Regions from separate parts of the Macaca mulatta genome. Here region 1 is linked to region 2. The links are chromatin contacts, called in public Hi-C maps. All regions are on one chromosome and are shown on one strand. The core of a region is the stretch at or near the end of the contact, and the rest is flanking DNA. Distances in the headings are between cores, read along the strand shown. Region 1 holds the start of LOC144341188. Region 2 holds the start of NOA1 (nitric oxide associated 1).

The links. Hi-C and Micro-C count contacts between places; a contact is called where the count stands out from the background.
Region 1: a Hi-C map of fetal cortex germinal zone shows a contact between it and region 2, with 3 times the contacts expected there. The contact joins the promoter of LOC144341188 here to the promoter of NOA1 in region 2. A contact is called at or near these places in 2 of 14 Hi-C or Micro-C datasets (CD4 T cells and fetal cortex germinal zone).

What each region holds. Positions count from the first base shown.
Region 1 is chr5:77,518,201-77,522,508 of T2T-MMU8v2.0, forward strand. It overlaps LOC144341188, which reads left to right and starts at 2,504. Exons shown (of 3, transcript XM_078003561.1): 1 at 2,504-2,984; 2 at 3,703-3,765. The coding sequence starts at 2,656. The coding sequence ends at 2,970. It overlaps CEP135 (centrosomal protein 135), which reads right to left and starts at 2,885. Exons shown (of 26, transcript XM_028848572.2): 1 at 2,564-2,885.
Region 2 is chr5:76,512,976-76,517,296 of T2T-MMU8v2.0, forward strand. NOA1 (nitric oxide associated 1) reads left to right here and starts at 1,292. Exons shown (of 7, transcript NM_001193688.2): 1 at 1,292-2,275; 2 at 3,940-4,104. The coding sequence starts at 1,333.

The DNA of each region.
Region 1 (4,308 bases), core at 1,254-3,753, 1.0 Mb after region 2:
AGAACATTAATTTGGGCTAAAACTAAAATTTAGTTGCGCTAAAGACTCAGACAGACACCTCGCATAGGTGTCTGAATGGGAATAATGATATGAAATGGTGCTCAACAGTAGTCAACATGGAAATACAAATTAAAACAACAAGGTACAATTTATCCCAAACTAGAATGACTACAATTACAAGGACCGACAACAGCAAATGTCGACAAAGATCTGGAGCAACTAGAACCTTCACACACTGCTGACAGGAGTGTAAAATCACTTTGGAAAAAGTCTGGCAGTTTTTTATAAAGTTAAACATACTTCTAGACTATAACCCTGTGATTCTATTCCCAGGTATTTATAGAAATAAAAAATATCCACAAAAAGACTCTACAAGAACGTTACTCATAGTAGTCCCAAATTGGAAACAACCTAAACCCCCATCAACAGCAGAAGGCATAAACTATGATATATTTATACAATGCAATATTAAGGGATTAAAGAAACTACTGATATACATCAACAGCATGGATGAATCTCAGAAACATTATTTGAGCAAAAAAAACCAGACATGCACTGTATGACTCCATTTATACGCAGTTGATGAACAAGTAAAATTAAACCATGGGGTCAGAAATCAAAACAGATGTCTGGGGAGGTGAGGCGGGCTGCAGATTGCCTGTTAGAGTTAAGAGACAACTTTTTAGGATAATGAAAATATTACATTGATTGGGGTAGTGGTTACACAAGTGTATACATTTAGAGAATGTACTTTTCAAATAGTACACTTAAGCTCTGTGCATTTCACCATGTAAATTTCACTTCAGTTAAAAAAAAGACACACATAAGTACCTCTGTTCAAGTTCTTATCTTTGTCTTTTTAAATATTTATAAATATATTCCTATCAATCTGTCCTAAAATGGAGTTATCCAAAGATCATTTCTTTTTTTCAATTTTAATTTTTACCTTTTTTAGAGAGAGGGTCTTGCTATGTTGCCCAGGCTGGTCTCCAACTCCTGAGCTCAAGGTATTCTCCCACCTCTACCTCCCAAGTGCTAGGTTTACAGGTGTGAGCCAATACGCTCAGCCCAAATATCATTTCTTTAGAAACTTTGCTCTTTTCTAACCTTTGCTAACTAACTGCAGTCATGGTACTCACATTTCTAAGCCAAATAAAAATTTTGTTTTACATCTGTTGTTCTTCACAATATATTAAAAATGCATTACATGCATGAGCATACATGTAAAAGCCGATCCTCACAACTACCCGGTGAGGGAGAAAGACCAATGATAACATCCCTACTTAAACATGAGGAAAGGCTGCCTCAAGAAAGTAACTCTTCCAAAACCACGGGGCCACAAAGTAGGTGGGCAGTCATCAGAGACCAGGTCTCCTGAGTCCTGGTCCAGCACTCTGGTTTCTGTACCATGCTTCCTCAACTTACCAAATCATTTCTAAATCAGTCACTCTCCTTGGTGACTCCTTTCTGTGTATCTTTCTCTTTGCTCTTGTTAACTTTTCTTGAATCGCTTCCTAATGGATTTCCTAGGTTCCTTCCACAAGAGACACCTAAGTGATGCAGGGTTTTTAGGGAAATTCCTGCAGACATCAGAAATAGACCTGACAAATCCAGGTGTATTGCTAGCAGGGTGTAAACTTAAAGGGGTGCACCACTCAAAACATTTCCCCTCTTTGCTACCAACTCCAGTTACCCAGAGATAATACCTCCTCACATCCTGCTTTGGAGGGGAGAGAATGAGAATGAATACGAATCAATAAATCATGGGCAGGGCCTCAATACACAGGACAGATTAAAATCCTCCCAGACAGAAACATGTTAGGCCATCCCCACCCATGAACTGTTGCCTTCCCCGCCTTCCCCCGTAACCCCATCCAAATATGGCGGCTATACTCTAAGTTTCTAGCAAAGCAACATAAAAGGTTCGGTTTGGGAGTCACCCATACATATATGTGTAGAAGTATCTGGGGGTTGGCGTTTGAAAACCAGTACATTTAATGCTGTATGTACGTGTGCACAGGGGTTAAAAAAACAAAACCGCAAACAACAAAGAAACCCGTTAGCTGTGGTTATCTCGGAGTCCCTTCGTATTGAACTCAAAGTAGTAAAGGCTGGAAAGCAGTGGAGAGGCTTCAAAGGAGCTGGGTGAAGGTTAATTAAAGGCTGTCGTCCTACGCTTTGGGACATTTTTGTTACAAAGAGCATGGATGATTGTGACACTGAGACGGCATTTTAATGTTTAAATCGAACCATTGGTCAACAGCAAGCCCGTCTGCACGGCCTACACTGACGCTCCGTGACAAGTCGGCCCAAGCTCTCCTCCGGCCAATCTCCGGTTTGCAACTTTACCGTCGGGTGTTGACAGGAAGGAGGTGTGGGGGCGGGGTGGGTGGGAAGAGTCCCCGCACCCCTCCCCACCCGGTCCGACCCGGCCCGGCCTCACTTCCTCCCGCGGCCGCGCGACCTCCCGGCAGCTCCCGAGCCCGGCCCCCGGGTACCGCCCAGAAGGCGAAGGCGCCACCACCGCCGCAGCTGGACCCCTCGCTCCCAGGGCCGGACTCACCGGCAGCTTCAGCCGCATTGCCCTCGGGCCTCGATTTCCCCCACTAGCTCCTTCCCCCCAAGCACGGGCTCCGGTGCTAGGGCAGTTTGAAAATGGCGCGGAGGGACGATCCGGGACGACACGGAGGAGGCGCCGCGGTTGCCCCGGTAACGGGAGCGGCGGACGGTGCGCGGCTCGCGGCGGGGACGCGCTTGGAGATAGCGGCGCCCCAGTGCCCGGAAATGCAACGGCCCGGACAGCGCGAGGCCACGGCGCCCCCTGGAGGTCGGCGCCCGCGGCCGTCAAATGCCAAACCTCAGCTAGTGCCTGAGCTGGCATCCTCTTCCTCCTGTCGGCGGGAGGTTTGGATCACCTACTGCGTATGCGGCGAAAACGCCGCCCCAGTACCGGACCCTGCAGCGGAGTAGTCTTCACTTGCAAGGTGAACGCCTGCTCACCACGTAATCCCCAAACGCAGATAACACGTTGTCTCTGCAACTTTTCCTGACAACCATCCAATGCAATTAATTGTCCCACAATAGTATCTCCCTGAGGCGCTGTGTAGATCCATGGAATTCATCCATCAAAATACAATCATTTGTTGATCTGTCTCTCCCTGCCGCCACCAACTGTGAATTCCTTGAGTCGGAGACTGTTTTACTCAGCAAAACATTTGTGAGTGAGTGGAATTAAATTGAAATAAACTGTTATAGTCCACTCCCAGATGGAAAACACATAGTAAAATCCTAGAATTCCATTTCTCCCCTGAAAATTTCCCAGACGATCAGAGGGAGTTTCATTCTTTACTGTTTACTTTTCTCCCAAATAGGCCTTCTGAGGCAGCAGAATAGGGAAGGAAGTCAGAAGACTGACCAGCTCATACATATGAAATGCATATCGTACATACACTTAAAATCATGGCAAACTCACGCAGGCGCACTGAGAGAGAAAAACAACAAGAAAACGGATATGACAATTATAGGAAATCCCCTCCCTAGAGTTAAGGAAGAGTAGGAAGTGGGCATAAAAGAACAAAGGCTATTTTAATCCAGGGCTGATACCACTTGAAAATCAGCCCGTTCGTCTCTCTGGAACATTCTTTGCTTAATAAATTTTGTGGAGTGGTTATTTGTGAGTCTCATCCAATTCTTTGTTCACAGCACCAAGAACCTGGAACTCCCAACTTCCAATCTGGTAACATATTTTGGTGAGCCAGCCAGTAGGTAAGCCCAAAAGAACTGGGACTTTTTATTTTCTTTCCTTTTTGCTTCAGCTCTTTCACTTTGATTTAAAGCTGCCTTTTGCTGGCACAGATTGGGCAGTTAAGAGCCAAAAAGGCACCGGCCACTTGAAGACTCCCATTGTTGTGGGAAAGCAGAGGATCAGAGAGACCAATGGGTGGAGCAGGAAGACTTTATTAGGTGTGCACTGGCTCAGTGGATTTGCATCCAAAAAGCTGAGCCCTGAACAAAGACAGAGCTTGGCTTATATAGGCTAAACTACAGAAGCAGAACCAAGGCAGTAAATCATACAGTGACAGGTTTAGTAATGTATAGCATAACTGCTGACTTCGCATAACTTGTGGCTTTGCTTAGCCCGTGGCCTTGCAGCTGTGTCAAAAGAAAAACGGGAACCTACAAATCTTGCTAAACACAGGCAAAAATAGTCATAATTAATGGTCTAAAGAAAGAGAAACAGTAAAGGAATTTGTTTTTCTTAACCATTGCTCGGGGGTGTTTGGAGCTCATTCCTGGCTTCTTAGACTA
Region 2 (4,321 bases), core at 42-2,541:
TTTTATTTCTGCTTGTTTTTCAATGTCGTTGCACAAATAACGACACCTGAAAACAAAGCCAAGTATACTTATTAATAAAAAGTGCTCGTTCTGTGAATCCGCGACATTGGGATGCTCAATTGATTTGCCTTTATAAAGACCAAAACACGAAGCAATTTTTATTTTTATTTGTTTATTATTTTTTGAAATGGAGTCTCGTTCTGTTGCCCAGGCTGGAGTGCAGTGGAGCGATCTCGGCTCACTGCAACCTCCGTCTCCCGGGTTCAAGCGATTCTCCTGCCTCGGCCTCCCAAATAGCTGGGATTACAGGCGCGCGCCACCACGCCCGGCTAATTTTTGTATTTTTAGTAGAGACGGGGTTTCACCACGTTTGCCAGGCTGGTCTCGATCTCAGGTGATCCGCCCGCCTCGGCCTCCCAAGGTGCTGGGATTAGAGGCGAGCTGCCCGCTCGCCTACCGTTCCAGCCACGCGCCCGGCCAGAAGCTCCGTTTTGTTTTGTTTTGTTTTGTTTTGTTTGAGACGGAGTTTCGCTCTGTCGCCCAAGCTTGAGTGCAGTGGCGCGACCTCGGCTCACTGCAAGCTCCGCCTCCCGGGTTCACGCCATTCTCCTGCCTCAGCCTCCTGAGTAGCTGGGACTACAGGCGCCCGCCACCACGCCCGGTTTATTTTTTGTATTTTTAGTAGAGACAGGGTTTCGCCGTCTTAGCCAGGATGGTTTCGATCTCCTAACCTCATGATCCGCCCGCCTCGGCCTCCCAAAGTGCTGGGATCACAGGCGTGAGCCACCGCGCCCGGCCCGGAAGCTCCTTTTTAAATGTGATTTATTACGGGCGGCTTGGGCTAGCAGTGAGGCGTTAAGCCTGAAAGTGAAAAAACTCAAAACGCTCATCGCTCTCTTCTGCCCATCTAGCTCAATCCTCCAGTGCCTCCAATGCCTTTACTATAGCTTTAAGTAGGTTCTCAGTCTCGGCGCTTAAATCGCGAGAACTCACGAGATTAGACGCAAAACTAACCAGGACAGCTCCCAGGTACCCACTCGCTTTCGTCTCGGTTCTAACACGCGCGTCGCCTCGGGCCCTAGTACGCGTGCGCGCTTGTGACTCCGCCCCTTTGCCTGGAGCTACTTCCTCATGCTGCCCGCTCGCCTGCAGTTCAGGCTGCTGAGCCTTTTCTTTCGTGGATTCGCTCCCACGGCAGCGCGCCATGGCCTCCGGGAGCCGCTCTTGGGGAGGAGGCGCGCTGCCGCCTCCTCCTTCCAGCACTCATCGAGTCTGGGACGCGAGCTTCCTTATGACCCCGTGGACACGGAGGGCTTTGGAGAAGGTGCTGACATGCAGGAGCGTTTTCTGTTCCCGGAGTACATCCCGGAGCCGGAGCTGGAGCCCACCCGCGAAGAGCAGCTGCAGGAGCTCCAGCAACAGCAGGAGGAGGAGGAGCGACAGAGGCAGCAGCGGCGGGAGGAGCGGCGACAGCAAAACCTACGGACCAGGCCCCGGGAGCACCCGGTCGTGGGGCACCCGGACGCGGCAGTGCCGCCCAGCGGCGTGAACTGCTCGGGCTGCGGGGCAGAGCTGCACTGCCAGGATTCCGGCGTGCCCGGCTACCTGCCCTGCGACAAGTTCCTCCGCATGGCGGAGGCAGACGGCGGGCTGGCGCGGACCGTGTGCCAGCGATGCTGGCTGCTGGTGCACCACCGGCGCGCTCTACGCCTGCAGGTGAGCCGCGAGCAGTACCTGGAGCTGGTGAGCTCCGCGTTGCGGCGGCCCGGGCCTTCCCTGGTTCTCTACATGGTGGACCTGCTCGACCTGCCCGACGCCCTGCTGCCCGACTTGCCCGCGCTGGTGGGCCCCAAGCAGCTGATCGTGCTGGGAAACAAAGTGGACCTCCTGCCCCAGGATGCTCCTGGCTACCGGCAGAGGCTGCGGGAGCGACTGTGGGACGACTGTGCCCGGGCCGGGCTCCTGCTGGCCCCTGGCCACCAAGGGCCACAGATCCCCGTCAAGAACGAGCCACAGGACGGGGAGAATTCGAATCCGCCGAACTGGTCCCGCACGGTGGTCAGAGACGTGCGACTGATCAGCGCCAAGACCGGCTATGGAGTGGAAGAGTTGATCTCTGCCCTTCAGCGCTCCTGGCGCTACCGTGGGGACGTCTACTTAGTGGGCGCCACCAACGCCGGCAAATCCACTCTCTTTAACACGCTCCTGGAGTCCGATTACTGCACCGCCAAGGGCTCCGAGGCCATCGACAGAGCCACCATCTCCCCTTGGCCAGGTGAGTTTTAGGAGGCTCTCTCCCTCTTCGTTTTCTGACAAGGTGGACGTCTGGTCCTAGCTGAGGCACCGACTACATCCTCCCTTAATGTCCACTACGGGCTGCCGGTACCCTTCCCTTTACAAATTCTCTCCCCACTCTGGTCATACCTCTCTTCTGTGTCAGCTTACTGCTAGGAAAAATTCAGGATGTGTTGTAGTAATTTTCTAATTACAGTGTTTATGGAGCACTTCTCTGTTCCCAGTCACTAGGCACTGGAGATAGACCAGGGAACAAAACAAAGTTCCTGTTCTGGAGATCTGCTTTGTAACTTCTTTGTATATTGTTTCAGAAAGTGCGCGCCCTTTTTACTGTCTGAACCTAATGAAATTTGTGGGTTTTTTTGTTTGTTTTGTTTTTGAGACAGAGCCTCACTCTGTCGCCTAGGCTGGAGTTCAGTGGCGTGAGATCTCAGCTCACTGCAACCTCCTCCTCCGGAGTTCAAGAGATTCTCCTCCCTCAGCCTCCTGAGTAACGGGGATTACAGGCACACGCCACTATGCCCAGCTAATTTTTGTAATTTTAGTAGAGACGGGGTTTCACCATGTTGGTCAGGCTGGTCTCGAACTCCTGACCTCGTGATCCGCCCGCCTCGGCATCCCACAGTGCTGGGATTACAGGCGTGAGCCGCCGCACTCGGCCTAATTTTTGTATTTTTAGTAGAGATGGGGTTTCACCATGTCGGTCAGGCTGGTCTCGAACTCCTGGCCTCACGTGATCTGCCCACCTTGGCCTCCCAAAGCGCCGAGATTACGGGTAAGCACCACCATGCCCAGCTAATTTTTGTATCTTTGGTAAAAACAGGGTTTCACCACGTTGGCCAGGCAGGTCTCCAACTCCTGACCTCAAGTGATCTACCCACCTCATCCTCCCAAAGTGCTGGGATTACAGGTGTGAGCCACCACTCCTGGCTCATTAGTGCAATTTGATGTGTGGCTTCGCTGGGCTCAGTGGCTCACATCTGTAATTCTAGCTTTTTTTTTTTTTTTTTTTTTGAGACAGAGTCTCACTCTGTCACCCAGGTTGGAGTGCAGTGGTGTGATCTCACCTCACCGCAACCCTTGCCTCCCGGGTTCAAGCAATTCTCCTGCCTCAACCTCCCGAGTAGCTGGACTACAGGCACACACCACCACACCCAGCTAATTTTTTGTATTTTTAGTAGAGAGGGGGGTTTCACCATGTTGGCCAGGCTGGTCTGGAACTCCTGACCTCAAGTGATCCACCCGCTTGGGACTCCCGAAGTGCTGGGATTACAGATGTGAGCCACCACGCCCAGCCAGGTTTAAATTTAAGTTTACAAAACTGACTGCCCTATTTGTTCCCTTGAAACCAGAGTTTCATTTAGTAAGCTGCTCTTCTCTGTCTTGCACTTTGAATTTTACACAAATATTACTTTTATACTGAATGGTAATGTGATGAAAATTGAAAGAAATCGGGCCTATAGATTTTGGATTCAAATTCTGGTTTCCCCTGTGAGCTAATCTCTTAACCTATTTCCTCATTTGTAAAGTGTCAGTAATTTTATGTTTTATTACAGTAACCGACACAGTGTAGATCCTCAAAAATGTTCATTTTCTTCCCCCTTATTCCCTTTTCTAAAGATGTATTTATTCTGTGTATTTCAGGTACTACATTAAACCTTCTAAAGTTTCCCATTTGCAACCCAACTCCTTACAGAAGGTTTAAAAGACATCAAAGACTTAAAAAAGATTCAACTCAAGCTGAAGAAGATCTTAGTGAGCAAGAACAAAATCAGCTTAATGTCCTGAAAAAGCATGGTTATGTCGTAGGTAAGCATCCTCTATGGGAAAACCCTGGTTGGTATTATGCTAAAATTCTTTGTTAAGCAACGTGAAATACGGTTGTCCAAGGCTAGCCAGTTTTTGTGGGGAGAGACTGCCTTCCTCGTTCTGCAACAAAGAGGCCTTTTAGCACTCAGGCTACTATTTGGAAACCCAGAGCGGTACAGGTAGTAAAAGTTTTTACTCCATGCAGCAGCTTTAGATT